3 separate regions of the Mus musculus genome follow, and regions 2 and 3 are each linked to region 1. The links are chromatin contacts, called in public HiChIP or PLAC-seq maps. All regions are on one chromosome and are shown on one strand. Each heading gives the region's core, a stretch centred on a gene start, on an enhancer-like site or on the middle of the called end of the contact. The rest is flanking DNA. Distances are from core to core; before and after follow the strand shown. Region 1 holds the start of Myl12a (myosin, light chain 12A, regulatory, non-sarcomeric). Region 2 overlaps Dlgap1 (DLG associated protein 1). Region 3 has its middle 18 kb from the start of Lpin2.

Region 1 (2,729 bases), core at 160-2,659:
GAAGTCCAGATCAAATCTCTATTATTTAATCAGTGCATTTCTTACTAGATGAGATGTGGGGGAGGGGATAGACTCAGTTTTTAAAAGTTGGTATTTCAGTTTCAAGGAAAACCAAGTCTTTATTTCTTAGGCACACTTCCGGTTGACAGTCAGCTTGGATCTTCCCACAGCCACACCCAAAAAAAGTTTTGAGCACCTTTTAAAAGTCATTAGTCGCCAGGATCGACTTGTCAACTACACCTCACTTTTGAAGACAAAATACCTTTCTAATTAATCCTCATCAAAGGCCATCCAGAAAAAAAAGAAAATATCAGCAATTTTAGTGAAGATTCGCTTTCGTCACCTTTTGATACAACGTCTGCACTTCAGATGTTAAAATCTTAAAAGATCTCTAAAGATCTATAATATAGTTTATACGCCTACTGAAAGACTCTTAATAACACTCCTCTGTAGAGTCGACTTAGCCCCCTCGACAGGCAAAAGAAGCTCTAAATCTCCTCTCTGTTCAAATACCGCTTTAAAAAAGTTTTACTTAGAGGGGCGCACACTAGAGTTGTATATCTGAACAGGGTCTTGCTACTACACATAGCCGCGCAGCTGCGACGACAGTTGCCGAGGGTGGCGGTGCTATCTTACGGTTTTATCCGCACACTCCCTCCTCGATCCCGGCAAGTTTACGTTAGCAACTCAACAGAGCTCCGGAGTCAGCTCTCTGGGGCTCTCTGGTTTCGCGGGGAGGCAAGGATCCAAGGCGCGCGGCGCCGGCGAGCTAAGCAACATTTCCCAAGTTCCTAGTGTGGGAAGCAGAGCGGGGTCTGCGCCCCGGCCGCCCCCAGCTCGCTCCAGCTCTCCCCCGGCTCGCGCACACATGCCCAGGTACGCTCCCCGAGCCGCGGCTCCCGCCGGTCCCCGCCGCCCCGCGGGGACACCTTCCCGGGCCGGACCGAGCCGCCCCCGCCCCGCGCCGCGGCCAGCACCACTCACCCTGCTCAGCCGCGAGAACCGAGAGTGAGCGTCTCCGCGAAGCTCCGCCGCTGCCGCCCTCCCAGACTTTCTAACTTTCCAGACTCCGCAGTACGGCCACTTCCGGCCTCCGCTCGCGAACCGGAAGGAAGCCTAGCGGCCATGCTCCTTCGCCTCGGTGCGCCAGCCCGGACGGGAGGGGGCGCCTCGGGGAAGGTGACAGAGCGGATGGCAGGCGTGGGGCGCCGACGGGGAGTCCGGGACGCGGAGTAGGGCTTAAAGAATCCTGTGGAGGGTCTCTCGGTCTAATCACCGGCTCTTCCTCTTTCTCCCGTCTCTTTTAGAATTGTGATTCTGCGCCCTCCCCCCTGTCAGCAGATGGTTGCGCCTGGCCCGGAGCTCTCCCTCTGCCCGCATTCCAGAGCGCGGCGAGAGGCGGGGACCCCCGTCTAAGTCCTTTTAGGGCAATTGAGGAGCCGGGCCGCGGACGTCACGTGACTGGCCCTGGCCCCGCCCCCCAGAGCCCGGGGCCTCCCCTCGCCCCGCAGCTGGAGCGCGCCTGCGCAGGAAGCTAGGGTGACTCACTGTCTAGGTCAGCGCCTCTGGGTCTGGGCAGCGTGGGAGTTTTTTATGGAGTTCTTCACGCTTCCCACGCGGGAGGAAACACTGAAGTTTCAGGGCCGCCGCCGCGCTGTCTCTTTGGTCCACTTAAGAGTTCATGAATTCAATATCGATTGCCCTCTTCCCAAACGTTCTCTGGAACTTTCTACAAGAGTCCCCCTTTACCCTGATGGTGACTCCTGCTTGCTCCACCTATGTCGCTCGAGGGTGAATGATGTAATTGGAATAAAGTGCTGGACCAATTTACCCGCCGGGTCTCCTTGCGTGGAGCAGCTGCTAACAATAGTTCTTATTTAAAGGAAGAGAGATTATTACGAGCCTGGCGGGATTCGTATCCCCAAGACTGGATGTTTTCTTCAAGAAACATTCCTCCCATTAATCAGTGATATGGTTTGAAGTTAACTCAAAAGCAGAGCCGCTGAGGGGGAAAATGTCCTAATCCTACAGATGTCAGAAACAAAATTTTTCTCCCTTTGATACTTGTACAAATACAAATAACTGGGTACTTCATCTCCAGCTCCCTACACCAAGGTCTTTAAGAGTGTGTTCTTCATCTTCAGGGACTTTAAGGGGCCCAACATGACTTTTAAGGAAGACTGGGGACACAGCTGGTGGCTGGCTATGACAGTACAAACTCAGAGGTCTGAGCAGTCAGAGACCGTGGATTCTGAGGCAGTGCAGCAATGCCCTAATGCCTCTACGAGGAGGTGGCCTGTCACCCTGGAAAGCTTAGGCCTTCCTCAGCTCCCTGTCCAGAAGGAGAACACCAAAACCCCTTTTCAGGATGGGCATTATCCGTCCCACCTCAGCTGGAAAACGGGACCTTGTTGCTTCTCTAGGAGCTGCCTGATATGTCCTTGCCAAATGAATCAATAGGTTTAGACTGGTAAGTGCTGTGGGAGGAGGGGGAAGGCTCTGGCTTGCCTGTTTTAAAATGAACAGTTGCTACCTCGGGACTGGGTTGTGGGATGGAAGAGAAAGGGCGGAGATCTACAAGGAAACAAATATGAATAAGTTACAGAAGAGCAAATAAACCTACCTGGGGACTAGTGGAAGATGTCCCAGAGGGCAATTGTGCCGATTCTAGGAGTTGATAGAGGAAAGAGGAGAGAGAAGTGTGTCAGGTCCTCTGGAGGGGCAAAGAA
Region 2 (2,729 bases), core at 76-2,575, 220 kb before region 1:
GAGATGGCTCAGCGGTTAAGAGCACTGACTGCTCTTCTGAAGGTCCTGAGTTCAAATCCCAGCAACCACATGGTGGCTCACAACCCCATAATGAGATCTGATGCCCTCTTCTGGTGTGTCTGAAGACAGCTACAGTGTACTTATATATAACAATAAATAAATCTTTAAAAAAAAAAAGGTTTAAGAACTACATGGTAAAAAAACACAAAAAACAAAAAACTACATGGTTAGATTTTAGTCATAGCAGTAACCCCACGTCTGAAACCAATTTTCTTTCTTTTTTTTTAAAGATTTGTTTATTATATGTAAGTACACTGTAGCTGTCTTTAGACACACCAGAAGAGGAAGTCATATCTTGTTATGGATGGTTGTGAGCCATCATGTGGTTGCTGGGATTTGAACTCAGGACCTTCGGAAGAGCAGTCAGTGCTCTTAACCACTGAGCCATCTCTCTAGCCCCCCCCTTTTTTAAAGATTTGTTTATTTATTATATGTAAGTACATGAAACCAATTTTCTGTATGACTTAAGTCTGCCTGCTTATTTATGTTGCTTTGATCAAAATATCTCAGAGATTGGCTTCAAGTAGCAAAGATTTGTTTTATGGTTTCAGGAGAATCAGTTCATGGCTGCTTGGTCCCATGTGCTTGGGCAGAGCATCACTGGACTGGAAACACGTGATACAGTTCTTCACCTGAGGCCGACAAGAATCAGAGGAATAAGGAATAGCAATTACCTTCAGTAGCCCCAGTGACCAAGCTCCCCAGCCACGGCCCTGCTTCCCAGAGTTTTTCTCACTGCACAAGTACTTCCTCCAGTACTTGTGCTAGTCAGACCATGAGCCTTGTTTCACAGTGAATGCTGTGTGAATTCAGACCTGTGAGCACTCAACGGAAAAGAAAGTCAGAATCTTTTCCTATATGTTTGTGGAAAGAGAATTGACACAGAGACACTTTGACTTACAAAACAAACAAACAAACAAAAAACTCCCCTGCTCTGTTTCACTTGCCACTTAGAGAGCCCCTGCCCCTTCTCCTACTGCAGCCCTCCCATTGTGCTTGGTACTTAGACCGTAAGAGTTTGCTGACTATAAACAAACATACAAAAAGATATCTTGGCATTAAAAACTTACAGGAATCAGTTGGTTCTCTGCACTGTATGGTTCCCAGGGATCCAACTTAGGTCATCAAGTGAGCCACCTCACCAGCCCCAAGTCCCTATTTTTCAGAATAAAAGAAAGAGCTCACAGCAGGCTCATGACTGGGCCGAACAAGCTCTAGAGAAGCCACACCACCGTTCTCTTTGACCACAATGACAGCCACTATAAGAGATTCCTCCTTTGATCACAAGTGACTTCATATTTACACAGGTGTAAATATTTGAGCGCTTAGTGATCTCAGCTAAACGAGATACTAAAACAAAAAGTAAAAAGCAAGAGAGGGGCCTGAGAAACAGAGGCCCGAGAAACAGCCACTTTAAGTCTAAGGCTACAATCCCTGCTTTGCCCTCCTAGAAATTCTGGGTTCAACACACTCCATACCATCTCCTTAAACAACCAAACAACCAGCACCCACCCTTCTCGGTTCTCTTTCCTTTGCTTAACAATGATGTAACCTAATCAGATCGTTCCTAGCACCTGAGTTTTAAAGGCGCGCCCTTCACAGGTTTCAAATTTCAAAAGCCTGAAGTCCAGCCTAAATCCAAGCTGACCTCAAATGTATGGCCCTTAATTCTACAGAGAGCCCCCCCCGCCCCCCGCCCACCCCTTCCTTTTCCTTTTCCCCTCCTCTCTGCCTCTCTTCCTTTCTTCTCTCCCTTCTATTTTCTCTCTTTCCATTTCTTCCTCTTTGCATGTATATTTTGTTTTTTAAAGATCATTTAGTTCTCAGAAAGCAAAGAGACTATGACTTTCACTTAAGCAAAGCTGTGCTAAAATATGTCAGTGAGACTGAAGTACTAGCTCAGCAGTTAAGACCATGAGCTCCTGTAGAGGGCCTAGGTTGGTCTCTTGCACCCACTCTTCACTTGGAAGCTCTGACTGGAAAGAGTACATTTTTCAGGGAGGCTTGACCTCAGTCTCCTGCCCCTTTCTTTTGTACTTTACTTTGTATAATGAGTTATGTTGGGTCTTTATCAGAAATGCTGCCAGCTCACAAATCACCAAGACTGCTGTGGCAGAGGGGAATACATTTTCAGATCCCACAAGAACCTTGACAGGAGCTTGGTGCAAAAGCCCCTAAGAAGAAAGAACGGCCTAAGAGTCACATTCTCAACTTAGTCGCCAGACTTAGTTCTGAAAGACAAGTGCTATGGAAGCAAAGGACTAAAGAGGATGACCAGAAACTGGGGGGGGGGGGGGGGGCGGGCGGACGACCTCTGCCCTGGTATGACTGAATTTGCCTCCCTAAAATGTCCACTTGGCTTGAACGTCACTGGACCGCCAGGCAGGTCCAGACAGCAAACAAATGTCAGCATAGAAAGGTAGCGCTGTAGGTGAGCACTTACCTAGTTCCTGCTTAGGCCTGGATTCAAACTCTCCAGCCTTCACACACACACCACACCACACCACACCACACCACACTGAAGATGGCGATGCTTAGCTGTTGCTCCTTTGTGTCGCCCCCCACCCCCTTTCTGCGCAAGAACCTGTAAGAGCATTTGAAAACTGTTACACATAGAAACATTGTGGCAACACTGTAGAAAGTCTTTTCATCAGAAACACCCACTTGTT
Region 3 (2,729 bases), core at 104-2,603, 160 kb after region 1:
ATGGATGGAATTCAGCCAGGCGAGCACAAAATCAGTGAAAGGTTGATAGGAAGACATGAAATTCAAGAGCAAGTAGCAAGAGAGGCTATATGCAAATATATTTTATATAACTATATATAAAGTATGTTATATATTTTATATAACTATAGATAAAGTATATGTTATATATTTCATATAAATGAGAAAAAATATATAAACAAGAAAACATGTGTTATAAATTTTGTATTATATAGTATGTATAATAACATGTATTTTATATAACACACATATATGGTATGTATAACATATAGAATATACTTAGTGGCAGGTGTCAGATGGTAAAGGTCAGGAGCAAGAAGAAAATAAATTGATTATTTAGAATGCTTTCCCTATGAGGTGATCAGTATAAGTTGACCTGATCAGAGCTTTTCTGATTTAACCATGGCAGAAACAGATATTCAAGTGTAATCTAACTAGGGTCTAACCTTTGGGAGAAAAAAAAAAAAATCTATGCTTTCTTTTCTCTTTCTCTCCTTTTTTTTTTTTTTTTTTTTTTTTTTTTTTGGTCTTATTTTGATTTAGGTTTGGAAGAAAGAGGGTTTTTTTGTTTTTGTTTTTTTTTTTGTTTTTTTTTTTTTTGGTTTTTTTTTTTGATGTGTCAATTGCTCTTTCTTGTTTATTGATTTATTTGATTTTTAGACAAGGTCTGGGTTGGCCTAGAACTTGTACTGCCTCTTGCTTCGGCTTCCCAGGTGCTTCTGTTGCAGGTATGAGCCGCCATGCCCAGCTAGTTTGCTTCTTACAGAAGTACATTGTGAGATGGTAAGTGCAGAGTTTGGATCCCCAGAGCCCACATAGTGCCAGGCAGATGTGGTGGCCTACCTGTAACCACAGAGACCAGGATCCTGGCTAGCCAGACTAGTTGAAGGGGTGAATTCTGGGTTCGAGTGAGAGGCCCTGCCTCTATATATGAGATACAAATCAGTCCCATGCACAGGGATTCATGTACACATGTACATACACATATGTGTACCATGCATACATACACATATGTGTACCACAGCATACACATGCCAGAAACAAGAAAAATGGATTTATTTTGCAAGTTATTCGCACTTGTATGCTACTAGTAAATAGCATTTTTAAGAAAGTTTTTTTTCTTCTTCTTCACCTTCTAACATCTGCTCAGAGTTTCAGTCCTGCAGTAGTGCCTGCCTTTTGGTGAGGGCCCAATTTCCTTGTGTTCAGGGAAGACCACACGCTATGAGTTTCATAGGGGAAGCTGATAGGGCCTCATGCTACACTTCTGTCTCGTGTCATATTTAGCGCTCTGCTAGGTCGTATCTGTGAGTAAGCCAGATTTGTCAACAGGAAGAAGGAAGATTTCACAACTTGGGAAGACAACATAGTGAGTCAGGCCTTTCTGTTCCATCCCCAGCTGACTGTGCGTGGTTAGCTGGGTAATTTGAACGAGTCATACCACATGCTCTGTTGCTGTTGTCTGCTACATCAGCATGTATCAAAAGGAAACAAACTTGGTGACTTAACTGGATCCCTATAGAGATTAATGAGTGAGTGAAAAATAACAGGAAATAAACTTTATTTACATTACAAACTAAAATGTTAAAAAAAATGTTTACCTTACAAATAAGTATTTTTAGATTGGGTTAGTTCCATTCCTAGAAATGTCTATACTATGTTATTACAACTATCAATTAATTTTATTCTTAGCATAATAATCATAAATTTTAATTATAAAGTAAAATGAAATTTTTGCCATGTACCCAAATTTCAAAATTTCAGGGTTTTTTTTTTTTTTAATGTTTAGGTAAACATCCTCAAACATCTTTTATTTAATTGGAATTTATGGAATAATTGCCACTATTTTAATTTAATCAGACCCCATAGTTCCAGGCTTGGGAGTGAAGAACACATATTTCTTTTGCAGAAGTCCTGAACTCAGCAGGACCCACAGCAGATGGCTCACATACTCCTGTAGCTGAGCTCCTTGGAACTCAATGCTTCTGGCTTCCCTAGCGCTGTCCTCATGTGCACACACCCACGCAGAGATACAATTTAAAATAATGAATATAAACCTTTTTCTAAAACTGCATAGTTCCTATTCTATTACTCTGTGTTAGGCACCCTGTTTTCCTTTTAGGAGCTTCTTCTACTAATTTCATTTCCATATTGTACACATGTATTATTTGATTTTATTAATTTATTGTATGCGTATTGCTGTTCTTTCTGCATGGATGTTCTAGGGACCGCATGCACGTGTGGTTCCCTATGAGGCTATCCCTGGAAGTAGAGTTACTGATAATTGGGCTAGCGCGTAGGTGCTGAGAACAGAGCCCTGCAGTACTGGGAGAGCTGCTAGCCATCTCTCCATCTCCTCTGTCTCTCTCTTCACCTTTGCTTGGTCTGTCTCTTCTAGTTTTTTTAGGCTCCACCTATATTTATATACATGAGAGAGTAGGAGGATTTTTATCTTTCAAGTTTTATAATTTCCTTTTTCTTTACAAATTAGTAAAATTCTGTTCTGCACATGTATCACATTTTCATTATCCATTCACCTGTTGATGAGCATCCAAGCTGAGTCCACTCCCTGGCCATTCTGAGTAGAACAGCAATGAATATGTACAACAAATCTCTGTGCTAGAATATGGAACCACTGGGTATATATGGCCAGGTGGGTCATAGGGCAGCTTTTGTTTCTTGCTGGTTTGTTTGTTTGTTTGTTTGTTTGC

Evidence for each region. HiChIP or PLAC-seq counts read pairs in DNA pulled down with a chosen protein or histone mark.
Region 2: an H3K4me3 HiChIP or PLAC-seq map of embryonic stem cells shows a contact between it and region 1, with 2.7 times the contacts expected there. The contact joins the enhancer-like site here to the promoter of Myl12a in region 1. A contact is called at or near these places in 6 of 39 promoter capture datasets (the C10 cell line, cranial neural crest, embryonic stem cells and 2 more), 21 of 115 datasets of contacts at active chromatin or transcription factors (the SCID.adh cell line, bone marrow-derived macrophages, craniofacial prominence and 10 more) and 2 of 9 other capture datasets (adipose tissue and liver).
Region 3: an H3K4me3 HiChIP or PLAC-seq map of bone marrow-derived macrophages shows a contact between it and region 1, with 4 times the contacts expected there. The contact joins the enhancer-like site here to the promoter of Myl12a in region 1. A contact is called at or near these places in 13 of 39 promoter capture datasets (3T3-L1-derived adipocytes, the C10 cell line, the HPC-7 cell line and 10 more), 1 of 484 Hi-C or Micro-C datasets (bone marrow-derived macrophages), 9 of 115 datasets of contacts at active chromatin or transcription factors (the SCID.adh cell line, bone marrow-derived macrophages, embryonic stem cells and 6 more) and 3 of 9 other capture datasets (adipose tissue, liver and pancreatic islet).

Annotation. Positions count from the first base shown.
Region 1 is chr17:71,001,124-71,003,852 of GRCm38.p6, forward strand. Myl12a (myosin, light chain 12A, regulatory, non-sarcomeric) reads right to left here and starts at 1,410. Exons shown (of 4, transcript NM_026064.2): 1 at 985-1,410. It also overlaps a transcript of Myom1 not described here.
Region 2 is chr17:70,778,361-70,781,089 of GRCm38.p6, forward strand. All of the region lies in intron 8 of Dlgap1 (DLG associated protein 1), which reads left to right. The region is part of intron 3 of Gm41609 (predicted gene, 41609); the gene reads right to left. Among named protein-coding and RNA genes, the nearest start is that of Gm41609, 26 kb to the right of the region's middle. Within about 2 kb of position 1,326, at least 46 of the 459 cell types and tissues checked have an H3K27ac peak or open chromatin away from gene starts, as enhancers often do. A contact at or near this core is called in the SCID.adh cell line, embryonic stem cells, epiblast stem cells and 1 more, where this site is marked.
Region 3 is chr17:71,163,813-71,166,541 of GRCm38.p6, forward strand. No RefSeq gene overlaps it. Among named protein-coding and RNA genes, the nearest start is that of Lpin2, 18 kb to the right of the region's middle. Within about 2 kb of position 1,354, at least 94 of the 459 cell types and tissues checked have an H3K27ac peak or open chromatin away from gene starts, as enhancers often do. A contact at or near this core is called in the HPC-7 cell line, adipose tissue, bone marrow-derived macrophages and 3 more, where this site is marked.